2 separate regions of the Gossypium hirsutum genome follow, and region 1 is linked to region 2. The links are chromatin contacts, called in public Hi-C maps. All regions are on one chromosome and are shown on one strand. The core of a region is the stretch at or near the end of the contact, and the rest is flanking DNA. Distances in the headings are between cores, read along the strand shown. Region 1 overlaps LOC107917355 (a long non-coding RNA gene). Region 2 holds the start of LOC107917515 (transcription factor bHLH93).

Region 1 (6,190 bases), core at 1,109-3,608, 37 kb after region 2:
TTTCTTCCATAAAAACTCAGCAAACATTACAAACCCTTTCATGGCAAAACCCTATACTCTGGATCATTTTGCAAAATAGTACCTTATTTGAAAGCTCATGCTTTGGGGGTCTAAAAAGTACAAAGATATTCAAGAAAAGCCATAAAAAATCACTTACTTGTGAAGGCTTAAAGTTGCTGAAATTTAAGCTCTTAAAACCCCATTCAATGGATAATTTTCGGTGAAGAAAGAAGATGAAAAAGGGATGATATCATCTTTCCTTTAATTACTCATATTTTAGTCAAAATAAGCCACCTAACCTACCAAAATTTGAAAATTTAACCACCTTTGTCTCCTACGGCCGGCCATGCCTCCCTAAAGGGTCTAATTTCCCTTTAAAGACCCCCAATTTAGGTTCTCTAGCTATTTGGCACTTTTAGCTATCAATTTAGGACTTTTGCATTTTATGCGATTTAGTCATTTTTCTCAATTGAGCTCACGAACGTCAAAATTAACTCACCAATTTTTTTATACTCTAATATAAACATGCAATGACTCCAAAATAATAATAAAATAATTTATTCGACTCCGAATTTGTGGTCCTGAGACCACTATTCCTACTTGGCCCTAAATCGGGCTGTTACAACACCGATTAGGGCGAATTCATTTCTAAGACAGTGGATTTACCATGACGCTGTAAATTTATGGTTTCATAATTCGTTATTTATTTTCCAATCAATGCTAATAGATTTGTTTTGTAGTACATTATTTTTCAACACATGTTATTTGTAATATCATCTCAGGTTATCATGACAATATTAATAAAAAAGGCTTATTATATATAAAAAAAATCAACGGTTGAAAAAATCATGAAGATCAGTGTCATAAGGTTTTCTCTATTAACGCATCAAAACCTTATTTATTTCAACGACCTACCCCTTATTCAACGACTACCTTAAGACAGATGAATTTTTCGTCTAACATGGATGCATTGCAAAACTAACAAACAAAATAGAAATTTGGAATGCTCATTGCATAAGAAATGAGAATAAAATTTACAATTTTCTTTGTCAAATGGTGAAAGATTCGGGAAAGGATCCCACTAGTTACCCAATTCTATTGCCTTCTCCTTCTAGACTGAATAGGGAGTATCCACCACCAGATGCACATGAGGAGGAGGATGAAGATGTTGGGTTTGGTAGTACTTGAATTGTTGTTTACAAATGTAAAGGCTGATGATGGGTTTCTATGGATGGTGCACTTTTTGGCATGTTTCCTTTTGTAAATTATGGATGTTAATTTTAGTACTTTAATTATGGATGTTAATTCTTAGTACTTTTGATCTTAGTTCTTATTCTAATTTTTCTTTCTTTCTAAATATGGATTACATAATACATATTAATATAATTTTTGTTATGTAAAGTCAGTAAAGTGTAACAGATGGAATTCTAATTCAAAAGAACGAAGACTTGTGTTTTCTTCATACAACTATTAATAAAGTCATCGATATGGCTAGAAAGTTATTAAGGGAAAGGAATAATGAAATCAAGTATTGAAAACCTATACAAAATTTTAACAATTACTAAAGTTTTTATATCTTTACCAAATTTCTAATATAATATCAATATCTTAGATACTTTACCAAGCCTATACCAAGGTTTAGAAGTTACCAAAATATCTAACGATCTAAAAATATTTTAAAGAATTTACCAAAATTTGTAAGCATTTACAAAGTTTTCTAAGATTTTATCAATATTTCCAAAATTTCTCAAACTATACCAAGTTTTAACCGTGACCAAAATTTTTAAGCATTTACCAGAATTTAGCAATATTTCCAAAATTCCTTAGCCTATACCAAGTCTTAACAATTGCCAAAATTTCTATGACTTTACCAAATAATCCAATGATTTACCAAAATATCTAAAACTTTACCAAGATATCTAACGATTTACCAGAATTTCTAATGAATTTATCAATATTTATAAGCTTATACCAAAAGTCTTATAGATTACCACAATTTCTATTACTTTACCAAAAATCTAAAGGATTACCAAATTATCTAAGATTTTACCAATATTTCTAAGGATTTACCAAATTATATAAAACTTTACCTGAATTTCTAACGATTTACCATTACTTTTAAGACTTTACCAAAATATTTAATTATTTACCAAAAATTCTGACACTTTACCTTACTTTACAAATATTTCTATTGTTTACCAAAACCTTTAAGATTTTACCTATGTTTACAAAATTCCTCAACCTATGCTAAGTCTTACCAATTACCAAAATTTTTATAACTTTATCAAAATATTTAACGATTTACCAAAATTTCTTAGACTTTACTCAAATATCTAAGCTTTACCAAATTTTCTTAGGATTTACCAAAATATCTAATGATTTACAAGAATTTCTAACAATTTACCAATATTTCTAGGCATATATCGAAATTTCTAAGCCTATACCGAAATTTCTAAAATTTCTCTGTCTATGCCAAGTCTTCAAAATTTCTAAGACTTCACCAATATTTGTAATTGTTTAAACAAATTTCTAACACTTTACCAAAATATCTAGGAGTTTACTAATATTTTCAAAATATCTAAGAGTTTACTAATATTTTCAAAATTTCTAAGCACATACCAAGTCTTAACAAATTAACAGAATTTTTATGACTATACCAAAATATCTAACGACCTACTACAAGTTCTAAGATATTATCAAAATATTTAAAACTTTACCATACTTTCTTAGGATTAACCAAAATATCTTATATTTTAACAGAATTTCTAACAATTTACCAATATTTCTAAAATTTCTAAGCCTATACAAGAAGTCTTATAAATTACAACAATTTTTATAGCTTTACCTAAATATCTAACAATTTACTGTAATTTCTAATGATTGCAAATATTTAAGGCTATACCAATAATTTTGCCAAAATTTCTAAGCCTATACAAACTCTTAAGAATTACCAAAACTTTTATAATTTTACCAAAATATCTAACAATTAACCAAAGTTTCTAAGACTTTACTAATAATTTTAATTATTTATCAAAATTTCTAAGTCTATACCATGTCTTAACAATTATCAAAATATCTAACAATTTATCACTATTTCTAGTACTTTATCAATATTTTTAACAATTTATCAAAATTTGTAATAATTTACTGTTATTTATAAGGATTCATCAAAAAATTTAAGACTCTAAAAAAATATTTTTCCAAAATTTTAAATGATTTATCAGAATTTAAATTTATAAAGATTTATCAATATTTATATGAATTTATTAAAATTCTTAAAATAAATTTTTTTATAACTTATAAACTTTTCCTAAGCTTTTTATATACAAGGCAATAGTAGAAATGCCAAAGTAAGCAAGAGCAGTTTTGGGGTCTCTTTCAAATGTTGCCACCAGACAACCCACGGTATCAGATTTTAGGGTTTATTCTTGGAGCTCAAGGAAACCACCCTTTGTCAGCTATGTATCAAAATTGCTTGCAGGCACCCTTTCATTTTTGGGTTATTTTTATTTGATATTTGCTTGGATTTTAATATTTTTCATCAAAATAATCTATATTTTATTATAATAAAATAATATAGTAATTAATAATAAAAATGCATGTTAATAAATATCTTATTTGTAAAATAATATTTGAAGGAAAAAGAAAGGTTAGGCATCATGACATTGCTTCGCCAATGGATTAACTTGACCCCACCAATCTCGAGAACATGCTGAGACCCAACTCTTCTTTTCCCTTTTAAAATTGCGGAAATCAAAATTTATAAAAAGATAACTAATGCATTAATTCTATTTTTATTTATTTCATCTTCATTAATATTTCAACATTTTTGGTTTAGGTATATTTATTTACCATAAATATGAGCTGTCAAAGGGTTCAGTTTAGGCGGCCTAATATACTGTTTTTCATTTTACATTGCATCATCAAGTTTAGGGTGAGATCGGGTAATGCTACTATGGGTGTCTTAGTGAGAGGTTGGGAAAGAGAGCGGATATTTGGGTATAGTCGTAATTTAGGTGTCAGTCCAGTTTTAGAAACAGAACTTCAAGTGATTCTTGATGGGTTCAAAACGTCTTGGGAGGAAGGGGTGTGTCCGACTGGTAATTGAAGGCGATAGAAAATCAACGGTTGGTTTAATTCATGGGACCACCAAAGCTGAGTTTGAAAATTTGCAATTGGATGAAGAGGAACTGACAAGATAAGATTTGATATGTGCCATGAACGACAAATGCTAACGAGATTTCACTTCTTCATTCACCCTATTCGGTGGTGCAAGATGAAATGATATGAGATAAGTATTAAGTAACCCAATTTTTTTTTAACTTTTTTGATTGGGTCTTGCAGTTCAACTTCCTCGAAATTTATAAAAATAACTTCAACCAGCATCGCTAAAATAATCACCATTTTTGTTTTATTTAGCCAAAGTCAAACATGAATTCAAGTTAGTATTCCTTTAAAAAAAATAAAATCAAATGACACCTCGTTAAGGTAAAAGTTAAGGCGGTGATTAAAGAAGGATTTTCAGAATTTGTTATACAAATTCATATTAGCCCGGCCGAAATATATATTATTCTTAAAATTTCAGTTCGTGCCAAACCCAGCCAATTTGAAGTAAAATTAACCTGATCCTCAACTTTGAGTTAATTTATATATATGTATTTTATTTTAATATTTTACTATATCCCTATTCAACATTTATCTATCTCTTGACTTTGATTCTAAAATTTCTTTTAATTAATTACATATATTAAATGCGAAATTATTTGATACACTGCTAGTGGAGTTTTTAGACTCCACTAACAGGTTCAAGAGGTTGAAAAGTGTTATAGTAAAATATTAAAAAATAAATATTTTAAAAAAGAGATATGTGTCAAATTTTCAAGTCTACTTACGGAATAAAAAAATATACTAGTGTATCAAATACAAACCCATATTAAATAAGTTTTTTTTATTTTAATGTTCTTTCATTCGATGTAAAGATAATTTAAAAAAGGCATTTTAATTTTTTTGGCCCTCCAACTTTACCAAAAAAAAGTTATTTAGCTTTCAAATTTAATTTTCCATCACTTTTAGCCCTTAAACTTGTATTTTTTGTCAAATTATCCAAAAATAGATGGAAAAGTTAACGCTTGTTAACGTTGCTGACATGACATACATGTGGATTGCCACGAGAATGACATACCAATATTTAATTAAATTTTCAAAACTTTAAAATATTAAAAAAGGTTTTTTTATATTTTTAATAATTTTAATTTTTTTAATTTTAAAAATAATTTATATATATTTGAATTTTCTAAAATTTAAAAATTAATTAAATGATGCCGTGTCATCCACTTGACAATCCATGAGTATGACATATTAATAAAGTTAAAAAATTAACTTTTTCATCTATTTTAAGATAGTTTGACAAAAAAATACAAATTTAAAAAATTAAAATAAAAACAAAAAACTATTTAAATAATAAATTTATAAACACATGTTAAATTTAATAATATTTGTATTATAAATTTAATATTTATTAAAGATATTTTATTTAAATATTTAATAAAATATTTTATTTTGAAACAAATTTAAAATATTTGTATTTAATAATATTTAAAATAAAATATTTGTATTTTATTAAATTTATTTAAGGGTAAATTACACCAACAGTCACTCAATAGTGTAGCTGACAAAATAGTTATTCAGGTTTCAATTCAGCCACTCAACTTTCAAAAAATAATAAAACAGTCACCACTAACCGTTTTCCGTTACGTCTGTAACAGAGCTATCCTTTTCCGTTATTCACTTAACAGAAATGCCATTTTCCATCCCTCTCCCATCCCCATCCCCCTCACTTTTCCCCACCATCCTTCCCTTATCACAAACCGCTTTACTTTTTTGTAGACCTCCCAACCATTGCCCTCTCCTTCTCTTCCCCCCTATTCCTTCTTCACCATCATCCCCAAGGAAAATTAACCCCAAGAAGGCAGTAAAAGTGTGGCCACAAAGACCGGACCTTTACGCCATATGCACCATGCTTGCACGCTGAATGTTACCACATTTCCAAAGCCTAAAACAAAATTGGTCTCAATTACAAAGCTTCGATTTGCCAAAATGACAAAGTTAACATGGGGAGTTGCAGTTTGCTTACTGAGTAGACCACAGAAATGAGCTCGATATCAAGACTCAACATCCAAGCGTTTGGGTC
Region 2 (6,230 bases), core at 1,053-3,552:
CCTCTTGCTTTTCCATTAGATTAGTCATCATTTGGTGTCATATCAAAAGGGTTTTCACCAGTAGTCAGAGAAGACAACCTGATTTATTCAACCATTTGGTGGTAAAAACAACAGTAAATTTTAACCCTTTAATAATTACATCTCTTTTATATAGTTTTCATAGCATTTTTGTTGGCTTCAGACAGAATTGGTTGCAGGATCCCAAAAAATCTGCTCACATTCACCTCAATCTTCTCCATTTTTGGATCTTTTCTCTCCAATTTGTGAACAAAAAATAGGGATACATGTTCAATTTTGTTTTTCAATATGTTTGAAGAGTAATACCAACTTTCTATATTTTTGTTCCTGCTTTGTCAACAATGGTGTGGTTACCTTTTGTTCCATGCTTTAGATCTTTTGATTGGGAAAAAAACAAACCCCTAAGATTCCTTCATTTGTCCATAGCTTGCAAATGGAACCAGTGAGATAAAAAGCCAAAAAGGTAACCCGAATAATAGAGAATGGATAAAATAAAAATAAAAATAAACATTTTATTAATAGTTAAAATACATTTATTTTCTTTATTTAAAAAAAAATGAGATCCTTTCTCTTAAAAATTCTATCTCTTTTTACAATTGACGCGGCTAAGAGAATAACTAAACAGTTATATGTGGAGGTAGTACCTTATGTAACCCATTTTAATATGTAGGATCAATTTTTATTGCTTTTTAATTTAATATATATGGATTAATTTACTCATTTGTTTTAATAGAGGGAGCAAAAAATAATAGAAAAAAATAATTAAAATATGAATATTAAATTCAGATGTTTTTCATATAATTATGTGTATCTAAAAAGATATTTAACACGAATACCTCAAAAAAAGAAAAAAAAAGAGCAAACATGCTATTTCTTGCTGAAATGATTACAAATGGTAATGTCTTTCAAGGCCCTTAAATGGATTTTCTGAAGGCAACTTCACTGAATGATTTTATGGAAGAAAATGAGAAATTCAGCAGAAAGTTGTTTAGTATTGTTCCTAAACACATCTTCCACCATAGCCAGCATTTCTAAATAATGCCTTCTTTATATCTTCACACTTCATTAATGTTGTCTGTTCCAGATCCTGAAATAAATATCAAAATATATTTGTAATGATTAAAAACGAAATTAAAACCAAAAACCCAAACAATTTTGTTACCTCAGAGCAAGAAGCATGCATTGCAAAATCATTGAAACAACTAATGACACATTGTTGAATCTCAAGCCCCGATGCTTCCATTGTTGATACGGTTGATAACAACAATCCTGGATCCCCTCTGCAACAAATCTCTATCCTTGTATCCCCATTTCTTCTTTCAACCTCAAACTGCAACGAAACACGTTTCGAAAATCACATTTCAAACCAAATACACTTTTTGATAACAATGATAAACAATATCAAATTTTTCAAAAGCTTTTCTTCATAGCACTTTTCAAAAACAATCTTAATCATAGGTTTGATAAGAATTTTAAAAATATTACCTTGGGTGTATTTCTCACTATCATTTCATTTGGTTTTTCACCCTTGAAAATGTGATCCATGTTTGAACCTGCTTCAACTTCTTGCTGCAAACTTTTGATCCTCTCCAAGAGCTCTTTGGTATAATCTATGGTATCCCCAAGTATGGATGTACGGTCCATCTGTTGAAGAGACAAAAAATGGGAAATAAAACCAGTAATAAGAGGCTTGAAATCTGAATTTTTGCAGTAAATTACCTTGCTTATCTTAGGCACAATGGATCTTAACATCAAAAGACGATCGTTTAGCCTTTTTCGTCTCCTTCTTTCAGCCATCAGATTCTTTGAAGGCTGCCTTTCCAACTTTTTAGCTGGATTGTCGGGGTGAGGTGATTGAACAGGCTCGGTTTTGCAAGTAGCTTTAACATCCAACTTGTGAAGTTGATGTACAAGGAATCTGGATTCTTGGTCATCATGTTGTTGTTGGAGTGGGAATGATGGTGTATCAAATGTGTTGCTTTGTGAAGAGAATTCATCAACAAAGGGACAGTAGATTGGATTGAAGTTGTAAGTATAATCTTGGTGAAATGGCAATGGAAGAAAGGTAGATGAAGGTTTGTGATCATCAAAGTTCCAGGTGCCATTAGAGAAAATCCCACTCATATCTGTTGGATTTGTGTCCCAATTCTCTCCTCTCACACCTAATAATTCTTCGAACAAACCTTCTTCATTGATCTCCATCTCTTTGCTTCGTGTAGGGAATGCTATTATTAGGCGATGCCTTGAGAGAATGAAAGTCTCACCATTGTTATTAAAGTGGGAAAATAAAATACTATATATTCATATATTATGAAACCATGTTACATGTAATTAGCCCTCACAGGCCTGGAATCTGCTTTTCTCATTTGAAGGGTGATCTTGTCTTTTTCTTACCGCCATAAATCTATCTCATCCAAAATATTAAGATATGATTTCAATTACGATTTACGTCATGAAAAATGATTTATATAAAGATTTCTGCCTTAAAAAATAACAAAACTAAATTAGGATTTTCCTTAGCAGTTGACAGGTTTGATCATTAATGAGGTTAACGGTAAGCACTAGAAGACGTCACGTGAAAGAATACTAACGTGGTTAGTCAAAATTTTAAAAAATAAAATAAAAATATATACATTCAAAATGAATCTAGAAAAATGGTTATCCAAATTTATTTGAATCTAAATAATAAGTGTAGAATTATAAATTTTTTTTTAAAATTATAAAAAATATTAATAATTACTAAATAAAATATTATAAAACTAAAATAAAGAAAAAAATTCAAAAAAATATTAATAATTTATAAAAATTTAATAAAATGAACATATAAAATAAACGTTGTGCAAATTATAAAGAAAATTATAGATGATAGAAAATATTAACAATTATTAAAAAAAAAATCTTAATTTCAAACACCAAAAAATCTGGAAGACTCCCTTTTATGGCCCAAAAGTGAAATTGATAAATAGATATAAACAGAATATTAAAAATTTATATACAAAAATGAGATAGTAAATTTATGAAGTAATGATAACGTGGGTTTTATCAAAATAATGTTATTTGGCTTATGTGGATTTAATGAGGATTACAACAATTTGAGACAATATTGCTTTAACTAATAATTTCACATTTTCTAAAAACAAGTAAGATTTGATAAGCCAAAGAAAAATCTCCTTTCTGGTTCATGGAAATGTTTGATGAAAATTTAGTCAGTAATTGAAGGAGTTTATATCGCAATTAAAAATTACCCTAATGAGATATGACATTACCAATGACGTTTGCCATTTTTGACTTCTATTCTTGCATTATTTCGAGATTGACTAGCAAATATGGGATAATTTTTACATGGGTTTGTTTATATGTCACATTCTTCATCTTTAAGAAGGTGATTTAAGAATTTGGATATTTTCAAATTTTGTATTTATGTGCTAGAAATCACAATATTGAAATGTGTTTTAAATCATAAAATATACCTATTTGAAATTAATTAAAAATAACACATAAAATATGTACAATATTAAAAACATAAAAAAAAGAAGAAGATTAAATTGTGTTATTAGAACGAAATTTAAACTCATAAACATATCATATTAAGAATACTAATTGAGTGCAATTATTCATCATGGTGTTGTTATCAATCTTGAGTTAACTTATAACACCAACTCAGTTAACATTTTTATTAATAACAAACTCTGTCACACATTTGTGGATGTGGAAACCACAAATTTGTTTTTAATGAAATGTATGATTTAAAATTAATTAATAATAACATATGAAATATACATGGCACCAACTCAATCTACAACATTATTAACATATACAACCGATGGAGGTAATAAATTGTGCATATTAAAAATAAAAAAATATTTAAAATGAAACTTTGGTTGAGTGATCATTTTGAGGTTTTACTAATTCAATTGACATAGGTTTAAATCTTATTATATGCATATTTTTATTGGTTTTTATCAAATAAAAAGACTAAAGTACCCTCAAATAATATAACTTATTTTAATTATGAAAGGGTTTTTTCGTAATTGGATTAATAAAACCTTAAATTTACCACTCAACTAAAGTTTTATTTTGATTTTTTTTATGTATTTTTCATGTGTAATTATTGTTAGTTAGTGTCAAGCCATAGTGGTTTCCACACACATACATGTATGATAAGATTTCTAGTATTAAAATAAAAATATATAAAAAATATCAAAATGAAACTTTAGTTGAATGGTAAGTTTGAGGTTTTACTAATTAAATTGACAAGGGTTTAAATTTTATCATATGTATATCTTTATTGGTTTTTGTTAACATTAAAAGACTAAAATACCCTTAATATAACTTATTATAATTACAAAAGATCATCTTTGTAATTTACTTAACTGAGTTGGTGTTTGATTGGCTCGTGAAACCAACTCAATCAGGGACTTAAATAGAATAAAAATATAGATATACAACTGATGAATGTAATAAACTGTGTATATTAAAATAAAAATGTATAAAAGATACAAAACTTTAGTTGAGTGGTAAATTAAAGATTTTACTAAGGCATTTGACGTAGATTCAAAATCTCATGTGCGTATTTTTTATTGGTTTTTTTAAAGCAAAAAGACTAAAATATGCTCGAACAATGTAACTCATTTTAAATACAAAAAGATATTTTTGTACTTTCCCTAACTAAGTTGGTGTTCGGTTGGCTCATAACACCTACTTAGTCAAGAGGTTAATTAATAGCATAGATATACACAATCGATGAAAATAATAAAATGTGTATAATAAAATTGAAATATATACAAGTTTTAAAAAAAGTCAAAATTTGTTATTAGATCCTGTACTTTGTGTAAGTTGTGGATTTCTATACTTTTTCAATTTTTGAAAATTTTAGTATTGACCAAATGGTTGTAATTACATTTGTTTGGTTAAATTATGCTATTAGTCTTATATTATGTGTGAAGTTAGAGAAATAATCCATGTTCTCCAACTAGATTATTCTTAGTCATTATGGTTTTTTAATTTCAAAATTTTAGTCTTAATGCAAACAGTAATTGTTAAACCTATTAACTGATTTTTTTTTGTGAGTAATATGTGAAAATAACAAGCTGACATAGCATTATATAAGTAATAATATGTTTGATGCATCAAAATTTAAAAATAATAGAACTTAACTTAATGAACTGAACAATTATCATTTGACTAGGACTAAAAGTTTCAAATTCTAAAAGTATAAAGATTGAAAATGACCAAATTAAAGTGAATGTACTAAATCCACAACTAACACAAAGTATAGGGTCTACTAGCAGAATTTAACCCTTAAAAAAAGTTTTAATTAGGTGTTAAATTAAATGTTTTAGTAATACAATTGAAGTGAGATCAAATCACTAAAATATCCTCCTTATTGTAAAAATAAAAGGACAACTCCATATTTTACTTAACTGGATTAACTTAATAATAATAGTATATATTATGAGAGTGGCATAAACAAATGCGATATGGAAATTTCTAATTATTTTTAGGTTTGAATTATGACGGCGAAGCCCAACATATAGCTAGAGGTTATTTATTTATTTATTAAAATAATATAAAAATTAAATTAAAATATAATGAGTTTGGGTGTGGGCGATAATTGTTAAAGATGTCATTAACGTGGGCAGGAAGGGAAGATATTTTGGAGTATTTTTATTTAGGGATTTGATTTAGTCTTTGTTCTCAGTATTTTTTAAATATAGTTTACATCTTTTAATTCCTTTGGTTAAAATTTAATATATTAATTATACAATAATTCTTTAAAAAAAATCAATTAAATTCCTACAAACTAAAATTTATAAGGAAGTCGACAAAAAAGATTAGAGAATTAATAAATGTCTCATGAAAATATAATAAAATATTAAGAAAAACATATAATAACTTATAAAAAAAAATGATCAATACTAACTTTCCAAATACAAAAAAAGAAAAAAAAAATCAGCATGGAATAATAATAAGATTTTGCTTGTCGTCAAAAAGGAAGTGTTGAATGGTGAACCCCTCTATAGTTTCATCACGTGCACTTCTAATAGTGGCATGTGCATCATATACCCACGTTTAACTAACTGATCCGGATGGCAGCTCCCTACAACGACATACACTTACCCAACACTCTACTCAATCCTATTCTTCCATTCTTCACGCACCCTAAACAATAATTTTCTTTTCTTTTTTTAAAAAATTACTTATATTGTTTT

Evidence for each region. A called contact is a pair of places that touch in the nucleus more often than the background predicts.
Region 1: a Hi-C map of leaf shows a contact between it and region 2, with 2.1 times the contacts expected there. The contact joins the enhancer-like site here to the promoter of LOC107917515 in region 2. A contact is called at or near these places in 6 of 34 Hi-C or Micro-C datasets (callus, fibers, leaf and 1 more).

What each region holds. Positions count from the first base shown.
Region 1 is chrA01:33,670,718-33,676,907 of Gossypium_hirsutum_v2.1, forward strand. LOC107917355 (a long non-coding RNA gene) reads right to left here. Exons shown (of 5, transcript XR_005920575.1): 4 at 6,134-6,190; 5 at 5,590-6,052. Among protein-coding and RNA genes, the nearest start is that of LOC107917355, 4.0 kb to the right of the region's middle. Within about 2 kb of position 2,359, at least 3 of the 9 cell types and tissues checked have an H3K27ac peak or open chromatin away from gene starts, as enhancers often do. A contact at or near this core is called in fibers and leaf, where this site is marked.
Region 2 is chrA01:33,634,273-33,640,502 of Gossypium_hirsutum_v2.1, forward strand. LOC107917515 (transcription factor bHLH93) reads right to left here and starts at 2,303. Exons shown (of 4, transcript XM_016846855.2): 1 at 1,738-2,303; 2 at 1,504-1,662; 3 at 1,181-1,348; 4 at 789-1,105. The coding sequence starts at 2,220. The coding sequence ends at 1,019.